Linked DNA regions of Mus musculus: region 1 is linked to region 2. Evidence: chromatin contacts called from public Hi-C data. All regions are on one chromosome and are shown on one strand. Each heading gives the region's core, a stretch centred on a gene start, on an enhancer-like site or on the middle of the called end of the contact. The rest is flanking DNA. Distances are from core to core; before and after follow the strand shown. Region 1 has its middle 5.3 kb from the start of Amn1. Region 2 overlaps Dennd5b (DENN/MADD domain containing 5B).

The links. Hi-C and Micro-C count contacts between places; a contact is called where the count stands out from the background.
Region 1: a contact with region 2 is called in a Hi-C map of liver, with 2.1 times the contacts expected there. The contact joins two enhancer-like sites. A contact is called at or near these places in 1 of 484 Hi-C or Micro-C datasets (liver) and 2 of 9 other capture datasets (adipose tissue and pancreatic islet).

The regions. Positions count from the first base shown.
Region 1 is chr6:149,192,071-149,196,013 of GRCm38.p6, reverse strand. No RefSeq gene overlaps it. Among named protein-coding and RNA genes, the nearest start is that of Amn1, 5.3 kb to the right of the region's middle. Within about 2 kb of position 2,398, at least 222 of the 459 cell types and tissues checked have an H3K27ac peak or open chromatin away from gene starts, as enhancers often do. A contact at or near this core is called in adipose tissue and liver, where this site is marked.
Region 2 is chr6:149,055,410-149,059,284 of GRCm38.p6, reverse strand. The region is part of intron 3 of Dennd5b (DENN/MADD domain containing 5B); the gene reads left to right. Among named protein-coding and RNA genes, the nearest start is that of Gm23462, 17 kb to the left of the region's middle. Within about 2 kb of position 1,259, at least 23 of the 459 cell types and tissues checked have an H3K27ac peak or open chromatin away from gene starts, as enhancers often do. A contact at or near this core is called in adipose tissue and liver, where this site is marked.

The sequences.
Region 1 (3,943 bases), core at 1,149-3,648, 140 kb before region 2:
CATCTCAAGATTAAACCATGAATAACATGGACTTCCTAACCCTTCCACTAATAGGAAATCCTCTAGAGACAAACCACAAAAAATAGGACATCCTGATTTTTATGCTAAAAGACAGGCAACTTTTTCTTATCCAATCTAAATTGTTAATTGTCATTTAAATGATAAATGTGTTGTTCAATTTGATGAACCACTTCTGAGAGATTTTCTTGAAGTGCTAGTGAAAATACTGCCTTGAAGCCAGGTGTTAGTGAAACATACTTTTAATCCCAGTACTCAGGAAGGAGGCAGAGACAAGTGGATCTCTGTGAGTTCGAGGACAGCCTGGTCTATAAAGTGAGTTCCAGGACAGCCAAGGTTACACAGAGAAACCCTGTCTCAAAAAATAAAATTAAGATAAATAAAATAAAATAAAATAAAATAATCAGAAACAACAACAACAAAAATGTTTCCTTTTTTTCACATTCATCTGAATTTTATTTTGACAAAAGTCAAATCTCGGGCTGGAGAGATGGCTCAGCAGTTAAGAGCACTGACTGCTCTTCTGAAGGTCCCGAGTTCAAATCCCAGCAACCACATGGTGGCTCACAACCATCTGTAATGAGATCTGACTCCTCCTTCTGGAGTGTCTGAGGACAGCTACAGTGTACTTACATATAATAAGTAAGTAAATCTTTAAAAAATTAAAGTTAAATCTCAAACAGCTGGTACAAATTTATCACTGGAATATTAAGCTGGTTTCACAGATGGGTGGCATGTATGGTCTCAGGTCTTGCTGTTCTTTGTTTTAATGTCCTGTAACCACTATGAAATGCAATATTCAGCTTGTTTGTTTGTTTGTTTTGGGGTTTTCTATGTAGTCCTTGATGTTCTAAAACTTGCTATGTAAACGAGGCTGGGCTGAAACTCAGATCTGCCTGCCCTTGCATTCTGAATGATGGGATTAAAGGCATGCACCACCATGGATTCAATATGATTTACAAAGAGAGCTTCCCAGATTATATTGCTGATCTTGCATATACTATAATATCCAAAATGAATTTAAGACCACCTAGTACCTTCCCCCTTCAAAAAGGACTTTCCAAACTGTATTAACAGGCCAAGTGCAGAGCCAGAGAAGGAAGCTGGCTGACTAAACAAATATAGAAACATAGTTTTAACGGTCAAAATTACTAAGCTTCCAAAACAAGATTAACAATTCCCCTGCCCCACCTCACACTAAAAACCTCAAGGACAGACAAAATGAGAGTCACCCTCTACAAACCAACCAATGTCTAAAAAGGTTATTGACTACACCAATTAAAATAAACCAAACTACCCTGGTGCCTATATCCGGCCCTTACAAAGGTATAAAAAGTGTGTTCTTTCTTTGTTCTGGGTCTCTCCTCTGACCTGTGTGCTGAGAGGGGAGTCCTCAACATGTTGGAATAATAAAAATCCTCATGTGGTTATAGCAATGGAGGTCTCTTTGGTCCTTGTGAGTAAGGGTATTTTGATGAACTACAATACCTTAGCATCTCTCATTCTCCCAATAGAATAGAAAGAGTGTGGTCTGGAGATTATGCCAGATCTCTCTGTTTGGGAAAGTGTTCAACTATGATCTGTAAAATAGCATTATACCCTAGACTCATTTAAGAATTCATGAAATCATGCAAAGATTTACTATGTTTGCCACCAACATGCTTCAAAAATAATAGTTCCACTATTATTATCTACTACTATACTTGGAAATATAGCTATGTCCTTGAGCTACTGTTCTCTTCTCAGAGTGAGACTGAATAGAAGAAGCACTTTCTCAAATAAAAAGGTCTGTCAGAGTCCAGGCTTTTTCTACTCTGTTTGTACCCATTATAAGGCTGAATACATCCAGAATCAGCAAAACTAAATTCCAGTTTCAAAAAATTTATGGAAGCTTCTTTCCCATAAATCCCCATCAAAACTTAATCCACATGTAAATAGTTTCAAAATGAGTCCCCTGGCCATGTGCTATAATGTAAGGGCCCATGATTCTCTGAAGTATGATACCCCAGACCCAAATAGTATGCAAAAGCAAAGAGCATTTATTCTGCACAAAGCCAGGAAGCAGGAGTCTACCATTTACTAGGGTGGAAGACAAAAGACTTGAGCTTCACAGGCTCAATTTAAAGCTGATTAGGGGAATTCCAGGGAGAAGTAGGTGGCCTTTATCCTGATTGGTTTGCTCTTTTCTTAGGGTTATGATGTTTCTGAGATTGGCTAGAGCTTCAGGGACTTTCTTCAGGAGCCTAGCAAGTGTTGCTGACTCATCCTGTTTGTTTTGGCAACAAACCAGATAAATGAAGAGGAAGCTGCTTGTAGGGTGTGGCTTTTCCAGTAACTGACTCGCCCAGACTTTGCCCGTAGTTGCCCAGTTCTCAGAAACGAACTAGATCTGACCTCTCAAACTGCCCGTTTGGAGCCTGTCATGGAGTCTGCCTAGCTCAGTCTTCTTACCAGTGAGGAACCAATCTTTGTGGCTGAATGTATATATACCCTGTGTGCTCTACAGTTGTTGGCTTAGTCTCTCTCTGGGAGCTCCCATTGAATTCACTCCTCTAGGGACTAGTTCCTTTTTTTTTTTTTTTTTTTAAAGACTTATTTATTATATGTAAGTACACTGTAGCTGTCCTCAGATACTCCAGAAGAGGGCATCAGATTTCATTATGGATGGTTGTGAGCCACCATGTGGTTGCTGGGATTTGAACTTGGGACCTTCGGAAGAACAGTCGGCGCTCTTAACCACTGAGCCATCTCGCCAGCCCCTAGGTACTAGTTCTAATCATGCTTTTACTTGTCTAATGGAAGTGTGGACCACTGAAGCCTCAGCACCCAACCCAGTCCTGTGGTCTCAATATTTAATAAAATGGTGTTAGTATGTGGTTGTGCCCTAAAATCAAACTTCACTATCACAAAAACAAAAAGTGTGTACTGAGGAGCATATTGAAGAGAAGGCTGTAATTGGTTGAGAGAGCCCCAACTTGTCTTAGAACTTCCCACAGGGCCTTACAAAAGGTCCCTGAGTCCCCCTCCATGCCCAGCCAATTAATGTAAAGGTCACCAGAACCACCAATCATTACGTGCCTAGTTACTGTTGTTATAATCTGCACTCAAAAACTATATAAAAGACTTATGAACGAAAAAAAGGGGTCACCTTTCCTCTGGGTGCAGGACCACCCCAGCACACTAGAAAAATAAACCTCTTGTTTTTTCATCAAACTTTGTTCTCCAGTCTCATTTGGGGGGTCTCCCAGTAGCTAAGGCTCACTTTGAGTTTTAGCATGGTCTCAACATTTAAGTCATTAGAAAGGAAGTTAAGACATAGAACCAATAAATTACTCTGAAAAAAAAAAAGCATTTTGTACTATGAAAAATAGCATTTAAAAGCCACAAGTTTTCTTCAGCAAACCCATAAAGAAAGAATCTTAAAACCAGGCAGAGGTGGCACACTCCTTAATCCCAGCACTCGGGAGGCAGAAGCAGGCGAATTTCTGAGTTCGAGGCCAGCCTCATCTACAGAGTGAGTTCCAGGACAGCTGAAAGACCCACAACGTGAGGACTCCCCCACGTTCTGACTCAGGAGAGGCGACACCCCAAATCACTCACAAGAAGCGGTCTTGATGAAAATTGCAAGAGGACTTTTATTTCAAGAGCGCTCTCGAGCCCACAGTCATACACCATGCAGGGGGAGAGGACCGTGGCACCCTGAGTAGCTGGGTAAGGGGGTATTTAAAGGAAAAAACCACAACTCAAGAGGGTGGGGAGGGCGTTGTTGGAAAATACCAAAAATACCAGTTAAGAGTCATGAGGAAGGGAAAGCCAAGACAGTTTTCTAGGAGCCTCTAACAATAGCACAGTCAGGGTGGGTCAGGGTGGGTCAGGGTGACTTTTTTGAACGAACACTCCCTAAACCCTGGAGGCAGGTGGGTGG
Region 2 (3,875 bases), core at 10-2,509:
GGTAAGCATGAGTATCGAATTGAAACCCCTATCACTTACATAAAAGCCAGTTGCAACAGTGCACACCTGTAACTTCAGCTATGAAGAAGGGAGTAGTGCAAACAAGTCTCTGGAGGTCAATGGTCAGCCAGTGTAGCCAAAGTGGTGATTACCAAGGAGAGACCCTATCTTTTAAATGAAATGGAAAGCAACTGAGGAAGACACTTGATATCAACCTCTGACGTGCACATGTTTTACACATATCACATGCAAAGAGTGCTTAAAGAAAAACTTTTTTTTTCATTTATTTTTTTCTGTTAATGATTGAATGCAGAGGCCTTGTGCATGCTAGACAAGCATTGCCATGACTGGATTACCGGCCCCTGCGTCTTATTTCTTGATCCAGTTAAAAGAAATGGTCTTTCTGCCAATTGATTTCATTACTAAAAAGTATGATATATCAACCAGTCTTGTAGAGAACTCAAAACTGAAAAGATTGGCCATAGAGCATTTACAAGCAGGAAATAGGAGTGGAAGGAAAATGAGCCCTGTCTTTTAAAGTCCAGGGGAGGAGAGAAAAATGTGTAATTTATTTTTTACTTCCCATGGTGTTTCTATAAATAAAGCAAGAAAATATTCCACATTACAATCCACCATTACCTGGAGAAAGTGTTTTCCAGGAGACTGTTGTAAGCCAACTTGATAGGAATTTAGTTTGACTGCTCAAATCTCTTTACCTTTCAGTTGAGGTTCAGCTAGGCAACAGAAACCATAACGTAATTTAGGCAGAGGAATGTAATATGAATTATTACTAAACTGTATTAGAAAATAGGCTGTAAAGAAATAAACTCTGAAGGATACTCAATGAAGCACAAACATTTAAGTGAGAGCCCATACCCAGAGCTGTAGTGAATACCTCACTGAAGAAATTCCATTCATAAAATATGAAGAAGACCAGTAGGTTACTTGTCAGTATGTTGCCTGGAGACCAGAGCTGGTCCTTCGTCACTGATCTAACAGAAGGCAAAGTCCAAGGCCCATGTTTTCTGTGGCTGGTGAACAGACCCACAGGATTTGTTGAATATCACTGTGGTGTGAGGTCTGAATATACATTGTTTTAGGACCATAAGAGGTATCATCAGTTGACTGTTCATTCTTGGCATGTGGCATAGCAGTGTGCCACCAGATGTCCTCAAATACCCATACAGCAATAGCAAGACAGATTGCACTCTGGGACCAGAAAGCAAAACAAACAAACAACCTACCCGGCTCCCCTGTGGTGTGTCTCCATTGCCCTCTGCTGGCAAAGGTTAATTCATTGTCTGTATTCGTTGTCAAAGTGGTTACCAACTGTAATAACTGAATGAATTGGAAGCCTTTCACATTATCTGGCATATGATGGAGAAAGAAATATAAAATCAGATACTGATGTCTTAGAGCTGATCTTCTCTCACAGGTAGCTCTTGATGTTTCTACAGACTGATCTGGTATTCACATCTAAGCCATTCTTTTCTGTACGACTTAGCTTCAAAAGAATAACAAGCACTGTTATTGTGTGATGTACAAGATAACACATATACACATACACACACAGAGAGACAGAGAGATAGAGCCAGCATCTCATGAATATTAGGCAAATAAATGCACTACTACTAACCTGCATTTCTACAATATTGTAGATTAATAAAGGTAATCTCTTTAAATTAATTATGTTCAGTAAAGATAGGTTGAAAGGTTCCTTCATTACAGGTTGAATTGCAAAAGAGTCTGCAGAATCGTGGTGCCAGCATGCGTCCAGTTCAGGCAGTAGAGCATGATTCTCCAGTATTTGTAAAATACAATATCTATTAAAGGTCTTTGCCTCAAGTAGGGAGAGGTGGAAAAATGGGTTGGTGAGATAACGCAGCAGGTAAAGGTGCTTGCCTAAATTCAGTCCTCAGGACCCACATAGGGGTAGAAGAGTACCAGCTCTGTAATGTTGTCTTCTAACCCCTTCCCCAGTTCCATAAATTAATTACATAAATAAATGTAATGTAAATTTTTCTTAATTTTACATTTATTTTATGTGAATGGATGTTTTGCCTGCATGTGTATCTATGTACCACATTCATGCCTGGTGCCCTTGGATGTAAGGAGAGGTTGTCGAAGGAAACCATTGTGTTAGGGGCACTACTGAAGTGCAGCTCTTCACAGCAGTTGGCTGCTGGTGAAAGTAGGCGTAAGGGAGGACTCAGTTTTCTTTAAGGGGCTGGCCACTGCAAGTTTGACCATGCTTTAGTAAGTATATAGGGAACTTAAATTGGACTTGGAATTTTTTCTTATTTCTTTTCTTTTTTTTCTTTTTCTGCTTTTGTTTTGGAGGCGGTCATGAGAGGGGGGGGTGGGGGGGATGGACCTGGGAAGTCTGGAAAGTATATAATCCGGTACATTATATACAAATTCTAAATAATCAATAAAAATATTATGTTGAAAAAGGAAAAGATCATTGAATCTCCTGGAATTATGAATGATTGTAAGCCACCATGTAGGTGCTAGGAATCAAGTCTGGGTCCCCTGCCAGCACCTCTGGGCTGTCTATCCAGCATCAGTTAAGAACATATGCTACGGGCTGGAGAGATGGCTCAGCGGTTAAGAGCACTGACTGTTTTCCCAGAGGTCCTGAGTTCAATTCCCAGCAACCACATGATGGCTCACAACCTTCTGTAACAGGATCTGATGCCCTCTTCTGGTGTGTTTGAGGACAGCTACAGTGTACTTGCATCCATAAAATAAATAATTCTTAAAAAACAAAAAGCAACAAAAAACAAAAAAAAAACATGTACTGCTCTTACAGAGGACCAGTTCAACTCCCAGCACCCATGTAGGGCAGCTCACAAGTACTTGTAATCCCAGCTCCAGGGAGATCCAGCACCCTCTTGTGCAATCATGTGCACAGTCTGCCCCCCCCATATTTACATAATTTTAAAATAATAAAAAAAATCTTAAAAAAATTTTTAATGTTGAAATGGCACAAAATTTTTAAGTGGAAAACATCCTTTTTATGCTTGGTCAAATGCGACAAGTAACATCTGATTATTGTCCTTAACCTTTTGCAAAGTTAAAGTTATAAAGTCAGCCCCCAGTTCTACTGTCATTGTGTACACAGAATTTTGTGAAATTCTTACAAGTCCATAATCTCTTATCTTCAATTCTCAAGTGTAAAACAATTTTGAAAATGATTCTTTTTGTAACTGATTTATCATCAAAACCAGATCAGAACCAAAGTAAACTTATTTCTCTGTCTCTCTGTCTCTGTCTCTGTCTCTGTCTCTCTCTCTCTGCCCTATAGAAAACTATATGGCTTGCTCTGAAAATATTAGTGTTATCTACAGGCTGCATCCCCCATAGATTATTATCTACTTTTCAAACTTAATTATAAAACATATCCATCTGGGGGCTTAAGTAGGGATTGTGAACATGCGTAAGTATAAAACATCTACAGCAGACTGCTTAAGAGGGCAGCATAATATTGTGGACAGTCGCTAGTTTTGATAAATAAATTAGTCCATGTAAAGAAAGCACAACCAGAGCTGGGTGTGGCAGCTCACCCTTTAATCCCAGCACTCAGGAGGCAGAAGCAGGTGGAGCTCTGTGAGTTCTCGACCAGCCTGGTCTATACAGTAAGACCCCAGAAAGACAGGGGGTGAGGAGGAGAGGGAGAGAATGCAAATTTCTCAAGCACTGCTGATTTCAAGAACCAAAGAGTGGTGATGGTGTTTCCAACTTTCTATAGCTATTGGGGGAAGTAATTTAACTCTTTAATTATGATGGACCAGAACTGACCTCCTTTCTCCATGATCATGAAGAAATATTTCTCAATTTTTAAAAGATTTATTTATTTATGTGTACGACTTTGC